Linked DNA regions of Ovis aries: region 2 is linked to region 1. A link is a contact called in public Hi-C data. All regions are on one chromosome and are shown on one strand. The core of a region is the stretch at or near the end of the contact, and the rest is flanking DNA. Distances in the headings are between cores, read along the strand shown. Region 1 holds the start of NCOA2 (nuclear receptor coactivator 2). Region 2 holds the start of TRAM1 (translocation associated membrane protein 1).

Region 1 (6,914 bases), core at 2,327-4,826:
CTTCATGAACACTTATAATTATACTGGATTGGAAATTCACATTATGAATCTGAAAACGGTCTATTACACAGAGCACATTGATAAAGTGTGGTAAACACTGTTCCCTAAAAACCCTAAATCCCCTAAAAAGGTCCTTAAATCTTTCTTAGTAACACCAAATTATTAAAAGCCTGAGAAAGCAGTATACATAAGTAATCATGCACATAAATGCCTCAAAAAGAAAAAAAAAAGTCCCAAGATTAAATTCATGGGATACTTATCACAAAATGAATAGATGCATTCTCAAGTTAACATTACTCATCTTTCGAACTCCCAAAGATTCTACAAATTCCAGTTGGGAAAAGGAGTCTTGCTGCTGTCAGTGTGCACTAACCTCCCCAACAAAGAGTAGCACAAGCGTCGCGGGAGCGCACACACACACGCGTGCACACACACACACACACACACAAAGCATAGCAGCAGCAGCTGCTGTCTTTTTAAAAGACTGCTATTCCTGCAGAGCAACCTATGATCTTTACAAAGAACCAAAGACCTACCCTCCCATTCTGAAAAGTTAAAGAGTTGTGTAAGTCACTAGACTGCACCCAACAGTGTAAAACAACCAAAGATGTCTCCTAACCTTGCAAACACCAAAAAAGTACCCACACACTGAACCATTCACTAGTGTTTAAGCAAACTAATTTATTTTTAAGAATCTTTTGTGTGGGAGTAATCTGGCAAACTACATTTATTCACTTTTTTTCTGTAGACAAATATTCTTTGACTGGCTTGCTCCTTAAATATCAACGCTTTAGGTTGCAAACAGTGATGCTTTGGTTCTTAACTTCATGTTGTTTACTCAAGAGAAAAAAAAAATGCATACCATAAACTACAACTTTTTTTTTAATGTCATCCCAACGCCGAACTTCCAAATGCACTTTGGAAACTGGCGCTCTAATTAATCAAGGAACCAGTGAAGCCATTACAAACAATGATGCTTAACACTCCCAATAATCAATTAACGTGAAGCTTTCCCGATGCCCTCGTTTTCAGAACAGCCTTTCAAATTTCATTGTCTCCACACTGGAGTAGCTATGTGAAACTGAGACAGAGGTAAACAGATAACTCCTAGGATCCTTAGCACGTAAACCGAGCGCTGAGGTTCGGAACGCGATCACTACAATATATGCCATTTTAGAAACGGGCCTCGGACAGTTACTGCCACATCCTAAGTGCCTTTAGACTTCGTTGTGTCTAAGAGAACGTCTCTGGTGGTACCAAAGCAATACAGTATCTCGTGCAATCTGCGTGCCTCCCCCGGTCGGAGCCCCTGTAAGTGACACTACCCCACAGATCTAGAAGTGGGTGACCAAGGATGTACAAGAGTGGATAGCTCTTGGCGTCTCCATGACTCCCCCGCCCCGCCTGCAACTCCGCTCCAACTGGTCCGGAAGAAGCCCCGCCCCCTTCCTTCCTCCGGTCCCCGCGATTGGCTTACCGACACCCGGCAGGTCAATTCCCCGCCTTCGACTGGCTCACTGCCCCATCAGTCACACGCAGCGAGATTCGGGTCGGTGGGAGGGGAAGGCAGTGGAGGAGGTGGAGTGGGAGTGGGATTAGAGGACGAGGTGACGGAGGAGGATGTTCAGGCTCGGTCCCCGGTTTAGGAAAGTTTCCCCTACGAGTGACAGACCCCGACGGCGTTAGGCCCGGTCCCGCTCCGAGCCGGTGCAGGACGCTCGGGTCCCTGATTCCCGCCCCTCGGTCCCGCAGGCCCCGGAAACCACTAGGGGGAGGGGGAAGAGGGAGGGGCCAGCTAACCAGGGACCGACCCACCCCCGATCTCGGAAGAGGCGCCTCCGGGACTCCCCGGAGGGGCGGGGGGCAGGGAGCGCCGGCGCGCCGCGACGACCCCCGGCCCCCTCCCCCAGCAGCCCCCAGAGGCCCGAGAGAGCAGTGTCCCCGGGCCCGGGGCGTGACCGTCGCGAGCCGGCTGGGAGGGCCCCTCCCGCTTCCCGCCGGGGGCCCTGAGGGCCTGTCCCTTCAGGGGCGGGGAGATGGGGGAGCGAAGAGGGGGCGCTGGCGAGCCAACCCGGAACCTCCCGGCCCGCCTCCCGCCCCCAGCCCCGGCCCCTGCGCGCCTCCTGCACACACGCCCGCACCCAGAAAGTTAAGTCAGGGGCGAGCCCGGCTCGGCGCCGCCGCGCTCCGGCCCCCCGGCTCCCCGCCCCCACCGCGGCCCGGCCTGCTCGGCCCGAGCGCGCCGCTTGCCCCGCCCGCCGTAGCTCCTTCCCGTCCGCGCACGGCGCCCCTCGCCCCCAGCCCCCGGCGCTGACACGGGCCGGGCCCGGCCGCCGGGCCGCGGATCCCCTCTCCTCCCGACGTCTCACCCCGCCAGCCGCCCCTGACAAGGCGTTTCACCTTCACACACCCCCGAGCACTTCCCGAGTCCTGCCACCCCTCGCCCGGCTCCCACCCTGCGCTGCAGTCGCTCCGCGTTTCCATGAAAGAATGCACCTTCTCTGGCTTCACCTTCCCGTCTCTGCCTCGCGCCCCCCGAGGGCGCAGGAGACGCGCTCCCCGCCGACCCGCACCGGGCAGGGGCGGCGGGCGCCGGAGCTCCTCCGGCGGGGGCCGCACCCGCGCCCCCGGCCTCCGCCGCGCCTCGGCTCTCACCTCTTGGCCGGCGCCGCGGGCTGCAGCCTCCGCCCGCCTCGCGCTCCGGGACTCGTCTCCCGAGCTCTCGCAAAGCGCTGGAGCGCCTCCTTTCTCTCCCAGGGACTCCGCGTCTCCCCGCCGCTTCCCGCCCTCCCCACCCCTCCCCACCCCCACCCCCCAAGTCCTAACTCCCCAGCTTCACGGCGCCTCTCCGGGGTTGCAACTCCCGTTTTCCGCGCACCGGGGCAGCGGTTCTCCATACACAAAACGGCGGCGCGCGGCTCTGCCCGGCTCGGCGCAGGAAGGACGATCGCGGCCGGGGGGTGGGGACGCGGCGCCCCCCGCCCGTCCGCCGCCCGCCGCCCGCCTCCAGCCCGCCCTCGCGGCCCCCAGGGAAGGAGCGGTTACCGGCTCGGGTCGGTCACGCCGTCAGGTGCCGGCTGCCGTCGGCGCTGACCTTCGCCGCCGAAGCCGTGGCTGAGGCTGCGGCCGCCATGTTCCCGTGTTAATAACTGCTGCCTGCTTGTTTATTTCAATGGAGATCCTCCCCCAACTCCCTCCTCCGCCTCCTCCACCTCCTCCTCCTCCTCCTCCGCGTCTCCGCACTTGCCTAGAGACACAGACCGCGCGAGCTCGCGATCAGGGGAGGGGGCTCGGGAGTCAGGCAGTCCCTCCCTCCGCCTCCCGGGCCGTGGCCGCAGCAGAGTCCTGTCACTGGGGAAAGGACGGGGCGGAAACTTGCGTCCCGCGCCCCCGAGGAGGGGGCAAAGGTGGACGGAGGGTTCTCCCGGGAGCCGACCCTGGCCGCGGACTCTGCAGCATCTCCGTCGGCGGAGTCCTCTTAAGAAGACGACCCGGGGAGAGGTGAAGAGTGAGGAGAGAAGGGAGCGGGGACAAAATGGGTGACGGTGGTAGCAGGGAGGGTGACCTATGGGTGACTGGAAGCGAGGGGAGAGTAAACAGATGACTCCATGGGAGGGCAAAGGGCAAGTGCCAAAAAAGAAAGCGAGCGTATGGGACCGGCCGGGGCTGCAGAGTGGAGGCAGTGGGATCTTGAGGTTGCAGACGGCCAGGCAGATGCCCCCGCACGAAGATGGGGAGAACGCAGTGCCAGATTCGCCCCGGGAGGAGCCACCCGTCGGCACTCCGCCGGCGCCCCCTCGAGCAGCAGCCGGCACCCCTAGGGCGCACCTCGCACGCCCGCGTCTGCTGCTGCGCCCTGGAGGCGCCCGTTGTCCATCAGCTCTCCCCTGGCTCCAGAGAGAATTGGCTGCTTCTTGGCGGTCGCCTCTGAAGAGGGGATGGAGGGGCGCGACCGTGCGAGGAGAGCTTAAAAGGGTGCCACCCAGCAATTGCATGATAAAGCAAAAGTGCACACAGTGTAAATAGCCTGACCTGGTTGAGCATTCTCGTCACGACCTGAGTCACAAAAGTTTTTTTTTTTAATTGAAAAAGTCCACTTTCTAGACAGAAAGTGATGTTGGGGGGACGCGGGAGAGTTGCACTGAAGATTCAGAGAGAACCCTTGTAAAACTCACTCGGATCAGCTTTCTGCCTTGGAAAAGCAAGTTCTTCCCAACCTAGATACACTTAGAAAAAAAAACATTTGATGAACAGGTTTCCTTATTTTTAGTCTTAAAATAAGAAAGGTCGCTTCCCATGGACAATAACAGTGTTTATTGAACACATACTTAGGTGTTCAGTCACTGGACCAAGTGATTTCTAGATTTCGATTCTCAAACCTTACAAAGTTTTTATCCTTCACACAAAAAATGAAGTTGAAAGAAGTTTGAAGAAGTTGTAGGGTAATAGAGCCAGGAAGTTGGAGAGGATTTGAGCCCGGTTCTATCCGAATCCAGAGCCCACACTTTTAATGGTGACTTCAACCTCATCAACCTCAAATTTGTGGGAGTAACAAATTTTCTTTGGGGAAATAAAAATATGTATGTATGTATGTGTGTGTGTGTTTGACTATGGTAGAAAATGTTTCCAAGCGCTGGAGAGTATGAGTGGGTGTATAGTGGAATAGTAATTCCACTTTTTTTATATACTATAATGTTTGAAATGTTTGCAGTCACCATGTATTAATTTCATAAATTTTATAGGTTATTTTAATTACATGGCATAACAGAATTAGATTTCTTGAAATCCCAAAGTTCTCAAAAACCGGGAGGAAATGGAAAGGGGTTTTTTTAAGACCTGTGTTCTTCCACAAATGCTTGTCCAGTGTATTCCTACAATGAGGTAGTAATCGCCTGAGGTCTGTCACATTGCTGGCCTCCAATTTCCTTTCTTGTCCTCACCTCCAGCTCTGAGTTGTGATAAAGGAAAGATTCTCCTTCTGGCTTTCTAGCGCTCCTTTTTTCTGGCAGAGGTCCAGAATTCATCATCCTCTGGAACAGATTTCACACTCAAAAACCACCCATGATATCTATACAAATAAATGATTCCCCATTGTATTTCCATATTACTCAATAAAACTTACTCATGATGCCTAACTGTTTCTACAAAAATAAAACAAACAAAAAAACCTGACAGCATAATGAGTTCCATCTCCAGCTGCTAATCAGTTGCTTCCAACCTTGGAATTCTATAACTTCTACTCTCTAGTACAGCCTCTGGGCTCCCTCAACACTTCACGCCATAGTTATAACAATATTCTGTCTTGTACTGCAGTTGTTTATATATTTGTCTTTCACTAGATCATAAGCTCTTCGGGACCCATGTCTTGTTTTTACATGCTGCGGCTCCTAACTTATTTAATATTAACTGTTTATGTGAATCTATAAAATGTAAATGACATTATCTGATCAGTCTTCATGTTCACTTCCCCAACTCACCCTCCAATACCTTGCTCTTAAAACATATTTATGAAAAATGTTTTCAGTATTTTTGAAGAACTTAGATTTTTGCAAGACCTCAGAATAATTGTTTAGTAAAACCAGCCATAATTATTGGTGAATTATTGTGTGATAAGGTAAGATGAAAAGGAAGAAAAGTAAATAAATTGACTTAGTTATTCAGTCAAAGAAAAAAATGAAAGCAAAGATATAGGAACTGGATATATTACCAACAGAGAACAACCCAATAAGGGAAAAAATGTGGGTGCAAATCGGAAAGGGGAAGGAAATTATTGAAATTTAGTAGAAGCAGAAACAACACACCATGGATAGATGAGGCAAGTAGACACAGCAAAAAGAAATGTCAGCCAAATCACAAATGCAGCTTAATAAAGAAAAATGATAATTTATATAGTTAACAATACACCCAAGAAAATCAGAACAATGTGAATACTATAGAACAAGAAATTCTATATTGTCTGCCTTCTCTTCCTCATTCAACTTCAAATTACTTCCTTCATAGATAAGCTATATAAAAATCAGAAGATTCATTGTGATTTTTGTATTATTACTACTAGCATGCTTCATGATATAATAAGAGGTAATATGAGTGCCAAATATTGATGCTTTTGAACTGTGGTGTTGGAGAAGACTCTTGAGAGTCCCTTGGACTGCAAGGAGATCCAACCACCAGTCCATCCTAAAGGAGATCAGGCCTGAGTGTTCATTGGAAGGACTGATGCTGAAGCTGAAACTCCAATACTTTGGCCACCTCATGTGAAGAGTTGACTCATTGGAAAAGACCCTGATGCTGGGAGGGATTGGGGGCAGGAGGAGAAGGGGACGACAGAGGATGAGATGGCTGGATGGCATCACCGACTCAATGGACATGAGTTTGAGTGAATTCCGGGAGCTGGTGATGGACAGGGAAGCCTGGCGTGCTGCGATTCATGGCGTCACAGAGAGTCAGACATGACTGAGCGACTAAACTGAACTGAACTGAATATGGTGTGGTACGCTGTATTACAGATGATGGTTGGATGGCATCACTGACTCAACGGACATGAGTTTGAGTAAACTCTGGGAGCTGGTGATGGACAGGGGGGCCTGGTGTGCTGCAGTCCATGGGGTTGCAAAGAGTTGGACACAATTGAGTGACTGAACTGAACTGAATATAGTGTGGTGAGAAGATCTATTAAAGATAGGAAAACGTATGAACTGGGCTTTGCTTCTTACCATGTGAATAAATATATCAGTTTCCTCACCTGTATGATTATTGGAAGACTCAAACAAAATGGCATAAATAAATGTGCTTTGTTAACTCTCAAGTTCTTTACACAAATAGTATTATTATGTTGACTAGATCTGTGCATAGCACAGTTATCCCAGTGTTCAAATTATAAGAGCAAAAAATGTATCATTATATTTAAGATGTAA
Region 2 (6,914 bases), core at 2,907-5,406, 190 kb after region 1:
TCTGAATATCTAATCCCACTTCCTTACTGACATATAAAACTAAGTTCTTAAAAAAAAGAAGGAAAGAAAATGGTGGCATTAAGACAAGCCACACTTAAAAATAAAACAAACCTCCAAGTCTGTTCCACGATACTTGGAATTGTAAAGGTCCCCCTAACCTGGCATGGCAAGAACAACTTGGACTCCTGAGTATGTGTAAAGTAACTCCCTTTCAGTAGATCTTCCTCATGGAGACTCTTAACTTCTCTTCTGTATCCTTGCTTTTGGAAAGGTTCTCAAGTATCCTTATATCTTCTAACTATTAAATTTTCCTCACTCCAATATGAAGTCATGAATTATACACCACGATCTGCAGTATGTGGACAGAAACTGACTATACTAAAAAATACATAATTTCAAAATTCACAGCAATTTCTGAGAACACAAAGTTCCTTGTAAATTAACGTCTTCCATTTCCCACAAACAAACTATTGCTTTATCAAAAATGAACGTGCGTGCTCAGTCGTGTCTGACTCTTTGCAACCCCATGGACTGTAGCTCGCTAGGCTCCTATGTCCATGTGATTTTCCAGGCAAGAATACTGGAGTGGGTTGCCATTTTCTAATCCAGGGGAATCTTCCCAAATCAGGGATTGAACCTGAGTCTCCTGTGTATTCTGTATTGGCAGGTTGGTATATACAACTCTTTAGGTGCTGTTAGAACCTTCTCTTGGAGAAGGCAATGGCACCCTACTCCAGTACTCTTGCTTGGAAAATCCCATGGACAGAGGAGCCTGGTAGGCTGCAGTCCATGGGGTCACTGAGTTGGACACGACTGAGCGACTCCACTTTCACTTTTCACTTTCATGCATTGGAGAAGGAAATGGCAACCCACTCCAGTGTTCTTGCCTGGAGAATCCCAGGGATGGGGGAGCCTGGTGGGCTGCCATCTATGGGGTCGCACAGAGTTGGACACGACTGAAGCAACTTAGCAGCAGCAGCAGCAGCAGAACCTTCTCTCACATAAAAAATCCGTCTTCTATTTTTTGACCTTGATAAATACCTAAGGAATAATGAACTATCATTTATGGCATGTCTCCTGTAAGCTAAACTTTCAACTATGAATTATACAAATTAATTTAATTCTCAGAGTAATCCAATGAGCCCTATCTTACAGGAAAGGAAACAAGTTCGAGAAGTTAAATGACATGCCCTAGGTTACCAAGTTAGCAAGCAGTGGAGCCCTACCTAACTCCCTTTAGCTTCAGCATTTACACTGAGTCTTCATTTTGGCTAGTAATACAGTATCTATTATTGCTTTGTCAATTTCACCATAAATCCTCTGACATTTTCTCAATATATTTACACAAAAGGCTAACAGTTCTGTTGCAAAAATATCAACTTCTCTATTATTCTAGCACAGATACCGTCATTCAATAACTACGTTAATGGTGAGATTCATCAGCAATTATTTTGAAAGCAGCAAAACGCACCAGTAAATTTTTTTCCCATGTGTAGATAACATGCTTTTAAATCCTAACACTTTAACATATGGCAAGAAAAAAGTCATGGGACATGCATGAACTTTCTTCTGTATGTTTCTTCAATGTTCTTTTTTGAACTGACTTTAAAAACTTCTATTTAGATCTTTGTTGAGTCTATTTAATTGAGAAATTTTACAGATGTAAAGGTGAAAATCCCTTCACTGTTTAAAAAAAAAAAATCATTGACGTGAGGAAGTTAACAGGTGGTGAACTTCCCTAGAAATGTGGTAAGAGAACAAAAAAAGCTTACATAAAAACAAAGTCAAAACATTTCTTAGTGTCAGCATTTCTGATTTATATTCCATTTCATTCAAAACATTTTGCAGATAATATTACTCCTAAATTATATCTTCAAAGTCAGGAATTTTTACCATGTGGAGATGGGTTATGGCAAGTCTTATAAAACTGTTCAATATGACCAAAGCAGAAGGTATATATATGTAAGTATAATATTCAGAAAGTGAGTACAAGTGTTTAGCATTACATTTTTAATATCGTACATATTCATATAGTACTTTATAACCCATAAGATGCCTTCATACCAGGCTACCTGATCCTTGCAAACAGTGGTGGTGAGAAGAGCACATGTGGTATTTTCTTATACACAGCAGAAAAACTGAGGCTTACCCTTAGGTCATTCAGGTGGTAAGTAGCACAGGCCCAGCCTAAAATAAACTATATGACATATGTTAGTTCCCGTCTACCTTCCCATTTAGGAATACTCACTGCTTCCTTAACTGTGGATTAAGTAGGCAAAAATGACGCTATCAAGATTAAAAAAGAAAAAAAAAAACCCAACTATATCTAGATCCAGAAAAAGCCCATTCGAAGATGAGCAGAAAGTTTGAAAATATTAAGTATTAAAATACTCAACTTCTAATAATAACATTTAAAAGAGCCACACAGGCTCTATTTTAACAATTTAGTCATCTTTTGGTCACTGGCAGTCTCATTCCACTAGTTTTTAAGACTTTTTTTTTTAAATTTAACTACTGTTTATTTAATTTGTGAGTTGGAAGCAGGATTTCTTGTCTTTTACTGGAATCGTTCACACTGAACTGCATATGAAACTCTTTACTGCTCTGTCTATATTTTGCTAACATTTTTATTGGAGCATAGCTGTCTAACAATGTTGTGTTACTTTCTACTGTACTGGTAAAGTGAGTCAACTATACATATACATACATCGCCCTTTTTTGGATTTCCTGCTCACTTAGGTAACCACAGAGCACTGGATAGGGTTCCCTGAGCTACCCAGTAGTCAAGAATTCTTGATGTCACTCATTAAACAAATATTTTGTAAGCACTTCCTAAATGCAGGGATATAGTCTAGGCGCTGGAAATTAAAAAAACAAAACAAAAAAAACCCTGTCCTTTCACTGAGGTTACATTCCAAGAAGGAGACAATAAATAAGTAAAATAATGAGTGTATTTGGTGGGGGCTCAGGAGCTACAGAGAAAAGTTAAAAAGGGAAAGAGGATAAGGAATGGGCGTGTGTTTTGGGGAGCGAGGGGAAGGAAGCCGTAGGATGTTACCCGTTCACCTGGCAAAGTTTATTACCCACATTCAACAGCTGTTAAGTAAGTCATCACGATACGCGCTATGTGGGAAGAGAATTTACACACTCCTGACATTTCCATCCTCTCCTACTTCAAGAAACAAAAAGAAAATTATTCGACTCCTCGGCACTGCTGCTCTGTACCCCGATTTCTGTATCAGACCTTGTTTCTTTAAGGAGAGAGCAAGCGCAGGACGGAAAAAAAAAAAAGTTCGATCACTGCTAACAATACCAGTTGGGGAGACCGAAGTTCTTAACAATTGGGTGGGTGATCCTGCGGCGATCGCTCGCCGCCCCGTGTGGCCACCGCCCTTCCAGCGGGCAGCCGGCGCCCGGCTCCGTCGGTTTGCCCCCCAAACCCCGCGCCGCCGCGGCCGCGGCCCCCGGCTCTCCCCGGCCCCCTGCGGCCTGGCCGGCCGGCCATTCCCCAGCCCGCCCACTGCCCGCAGCCAGCTAGGCGCGCAGGGGCCGCCCCCGCAGCCCGCCGGCCCCTCGCCGGCTGCCACGTAACCCTTCGCGGGAACCAGGAACTGCGCGGCCGGCGGGAGGGGGCGGCGTGCGCGGTGGCCGAGGGGGCGACGCGGCGGCCCCGGCCCCTGCGGGCGGGCGGCGGCCAGGCCCCCGGGGCTCCGCAGCCCCAGGCCAGCGCCGGGCCGGGCGGGCCCGCTCTTTGGGGGGCGAGGGGCCGGCACCTCCCCCCGGCCCCGGCCAGGGTCCCCCCGCGGTCCCGGACCGAGGGGCTGAGCTGGAAGCCCGGGCCGGCGGCGGGGCGGGCGGTTGGGCTCACCTCGAACATGAGCCCCAGCAGGAAGACCATCGCCACACAGGAGACGATGTCCGCGTGATTCTGCAGGACGAATTCGTGGCTCAGGACCGGGGGGTTCTTGCTGCTCTTCTTGCGAATCGCCATGGTGAAGCCACCGCCCGTGCCTGCAGGTGCTCCGCCCCGGCTCCGCTTTCCCAGCTGCTCACCGACTCTCCGCCGCCGCCGCCTCCCTCTGGCTGCTCCTCACAGCCCCGCCGCTGCCGCTCGCTGGGGCTTCACTTCCCATCCCACAGCCAGTACGCAGCCGCCTGGGCCACCCGAAAAAAAAAAAAAAAAAAAAAAAAAAAGCGAGCCCACGGCGGAAGCGAGCATGCGCACTGGGAGGGACGGCGCTCTCTAGTGCCGCGGCCGCTCTTGCGAGCCCACAGCGCCGCCTAGGGACTGGAGGCTGTCCGCCCGCGGCCGGGCTGGTGGAAGGAACCTGAGCGGTGCCCCGCCGGCTCCGCGCCGGGGCGGGGGTTGGGAGTCGTTTGAGGCGCGAGTTCCCTGCGCCCCTTTAACAGGCTGAGTCGGCGCCGAGGTCCGAGGGCGACCACGTGCTACGGCGTGCGCTGCTATAAGCGTTTCCTCCTGCCTTCCTGGCCACACTAGGTTTGGGTGTCAGTGCCTGCTTCCAGGTTGATTGTCTCTTCTTGAAAGCCAGTGCCACCAGCAAGATAATCTTGCTGACTACATGACTACTACAACTTAACTACATCAGGATAGGGCCATTCTTTGGTGTTCGCATTTGCCTTAAAAGTTAACTTCAGAATTATTATTAACACACTTTTTCTTGTTCTTTGTAGCCCTGAGCTAGTTTTTTAAAAAGAACAACTATTTGGTCTCACCTGTCCATTCCCATACCCCAACGATGTCTGAAGAGATCAGCTTGGGTTTACTGGCTTCTTACTTCTTAACAACACTTCTTGGTAATCAATGAGATGGTTTTTTAAAAGTTTATGGATTAAACATGTCCTCCTTTCTCATACTTCTACCCAATATAAGACTTCTGGTACACTTTCTCCCGATGGACTGTGTCACTGTCTACGCATTTGCCAAATCTAGAAATCAAGTCATCCTGGAGTGATCTCTTTCAGCGTCCTTCCATATACAGCCTATTGCCACACCCAGGCCATTCAGTCCCTCTCCCCATATATCACTGCTGCAGCCTCAGGAGGGGACTCATCTCTAGCCTGCAATATTACAACTCTGGTGAATCCCTTAATGGTTTAAGAACATGGGTTTTAAAATCAGAATTCTGATCACCTGTATGATCATGGACAAGTTACTTCATCTCCATGAAACTCAATTCCTCATTTATTTAGGTATTCAAAAATTTTATTGGTTATCTACTCTATGCTAAGCACTGAGGATCAAGAACTGAAGGAAAAATACAGTTTTTCTATTCTTACAGGCTTTCATTCTAGTATGTGAAGAGGGTCTTTACACAAGATTTAAAAAGTGAAACATATCTTAAATTGAGATGAGAGTTCTGGAGAAAAAGAAAGGGGACTAGGGAAAATGGGAAATTACATTTGCCTGATAAAGAGGTGAGGGAGCAGACCATGTGGATATCATCAATAAAAAAGAATTGTACCTATTTTGGCAATTAAATGAGATGATTCAAAGAAAGTGCTTAGTAGAGAGTTAGGTATGAATGTTAACTATTATTATTTTCCTACTTTCTGATCAAACAATTACTGGTTTCCAGTTCAGTTCAGTTCTGTCGCTCAGTCATGTCTGACTCTTTGCGACCCCATGAATCGCAGCACACCAGGCCTCCCTGTCCATCACCAACTCCCGGAGTTCACTCAAACTCACGTCCATCGAGTCGGTGATGCCATCCAGCCATCTCATCCTCTGTCGTCCCCTTCTCCTCCTGCCCCCAATCCCTCCCAGCATCAGAGACTTTTCCAATGAGTCAACTCTTTGCATGAGGTGGCCAAAGTACTGGAGTTTCAGCTTTAGCATCATTCCTTCCAAAGAATACCCAGGGCTGATCTCCTTTAGAATGGACTGGTTGGATCTCTTTGCAGTCCAAGGGACTCTCTCAAGAGTCTTCTCCAACACCACAGTTCAAAAGCATCAGTTCTTCAGCGCTCAACTTTCTTCACAGTCCAACTCTTGCATCCATACATGACCACTGGAAAAACCATAGCCTTGACTAGATGGACTTTTGTTGGAAAAGTAATGTTTCTGCTTTTCAATATGCTATCTAGGTTTTACTTACTTGCAAATCCCCTTTCAATTGCATATTAAAATGATGCTTCTAACAATTTTTCAAAAATTTTTCATGATTTCCCTTCTCCTTCATGGAAAGCTGTGTGTGCATGCTGTCACATCCCACTCTTTGCCAGACTGTAGCCCTCCAGGCTCCTCTGTCCATGGAATTTCCCAGGCAAGAATACTAGAGTAGGTTGCCATTTCCTCCTCCAGGGGATCTTCCCGACCTAGGGATTGACCTTGAGTATCTTGCGTCTCCTGCATTGGAGAGAGGCTGAAGGGTCTAGGGAAAGCTTTTTTTTTTTATGATCTATTTCTTAAAAATTAATTTTCTGAAGTGTAGTTGATTTACAATGTCATTTAATTTCTGCTGTATGGCAAAGTGATTCAGTTACACATATATTCTTTTTCATATTCTTTTCCATTATGGTTTACCTCAGGATACATTTCCCTGTACTATACAGTAGGACCTCGCTACTTATCCATTCTATATGTAAAGTTTATATCTGCTAATCCCAAACTCCCACTTCATTCCTGAATATGAGCTGTTGTATGTTTGCACACAGTGAGAATGACCCATTAGAGACGTTTCTTCTGTAGGAGATTCCTACAGATCTGTAAGAGGTGATGGTGTTTAGTGTACAAGCAGAGGACCCATGGTAACAGGGATGGTGTTTCCATAGTAACCAGAGGAGAGCAGAGTCTGTGGATAGGTTAAGAATGGCCAGATGAAGTTGTCTTCTGGTTGCTTCTATTGTCTCAGTAAACTATGACATGAAATCATCAGGAGTGGGTATAGCATACC

Evidence for each region. Hi-C and Micro-C count contacts between places; a contact is called where the count stands out from the background.
Region 2: a Hi-C map of tail adipose tissue shows a contact between it and region 1, with 2.9 times the contacts expected there. The contact joins the promoter of TRAM1 here to the promoter of NCOA2 in region 1. A contact is called at or near these places in 2 of 16 Hi-C or Micro-C datasets (hypothalamus and tail adipose tissue).

What each region holds. Positions count from the first base shown.
Region 1 is chr9:47,079,257-47,086,170 of ARS-UI_Ramb_v3.0, forward strand. NCOA2 (nuclear receptor coactivator 2) reads right to left here and starts at 3,577. Exons shown (of 22, transcript XM_060393789.1): 1 at 3,248-3,577.
Region 2 is chr9:47,265,805-47,272,718 of ARS-UI_Ramb_v3.0, forward strand. It overlaps TRAM1 (translocation associated membrane protein 1), which reads right to left and starts at 4,157. Exons shown (of 10, transcript XM_060393792.1): 1 at 3,869-4,157. The coding sequence starts at 3,991.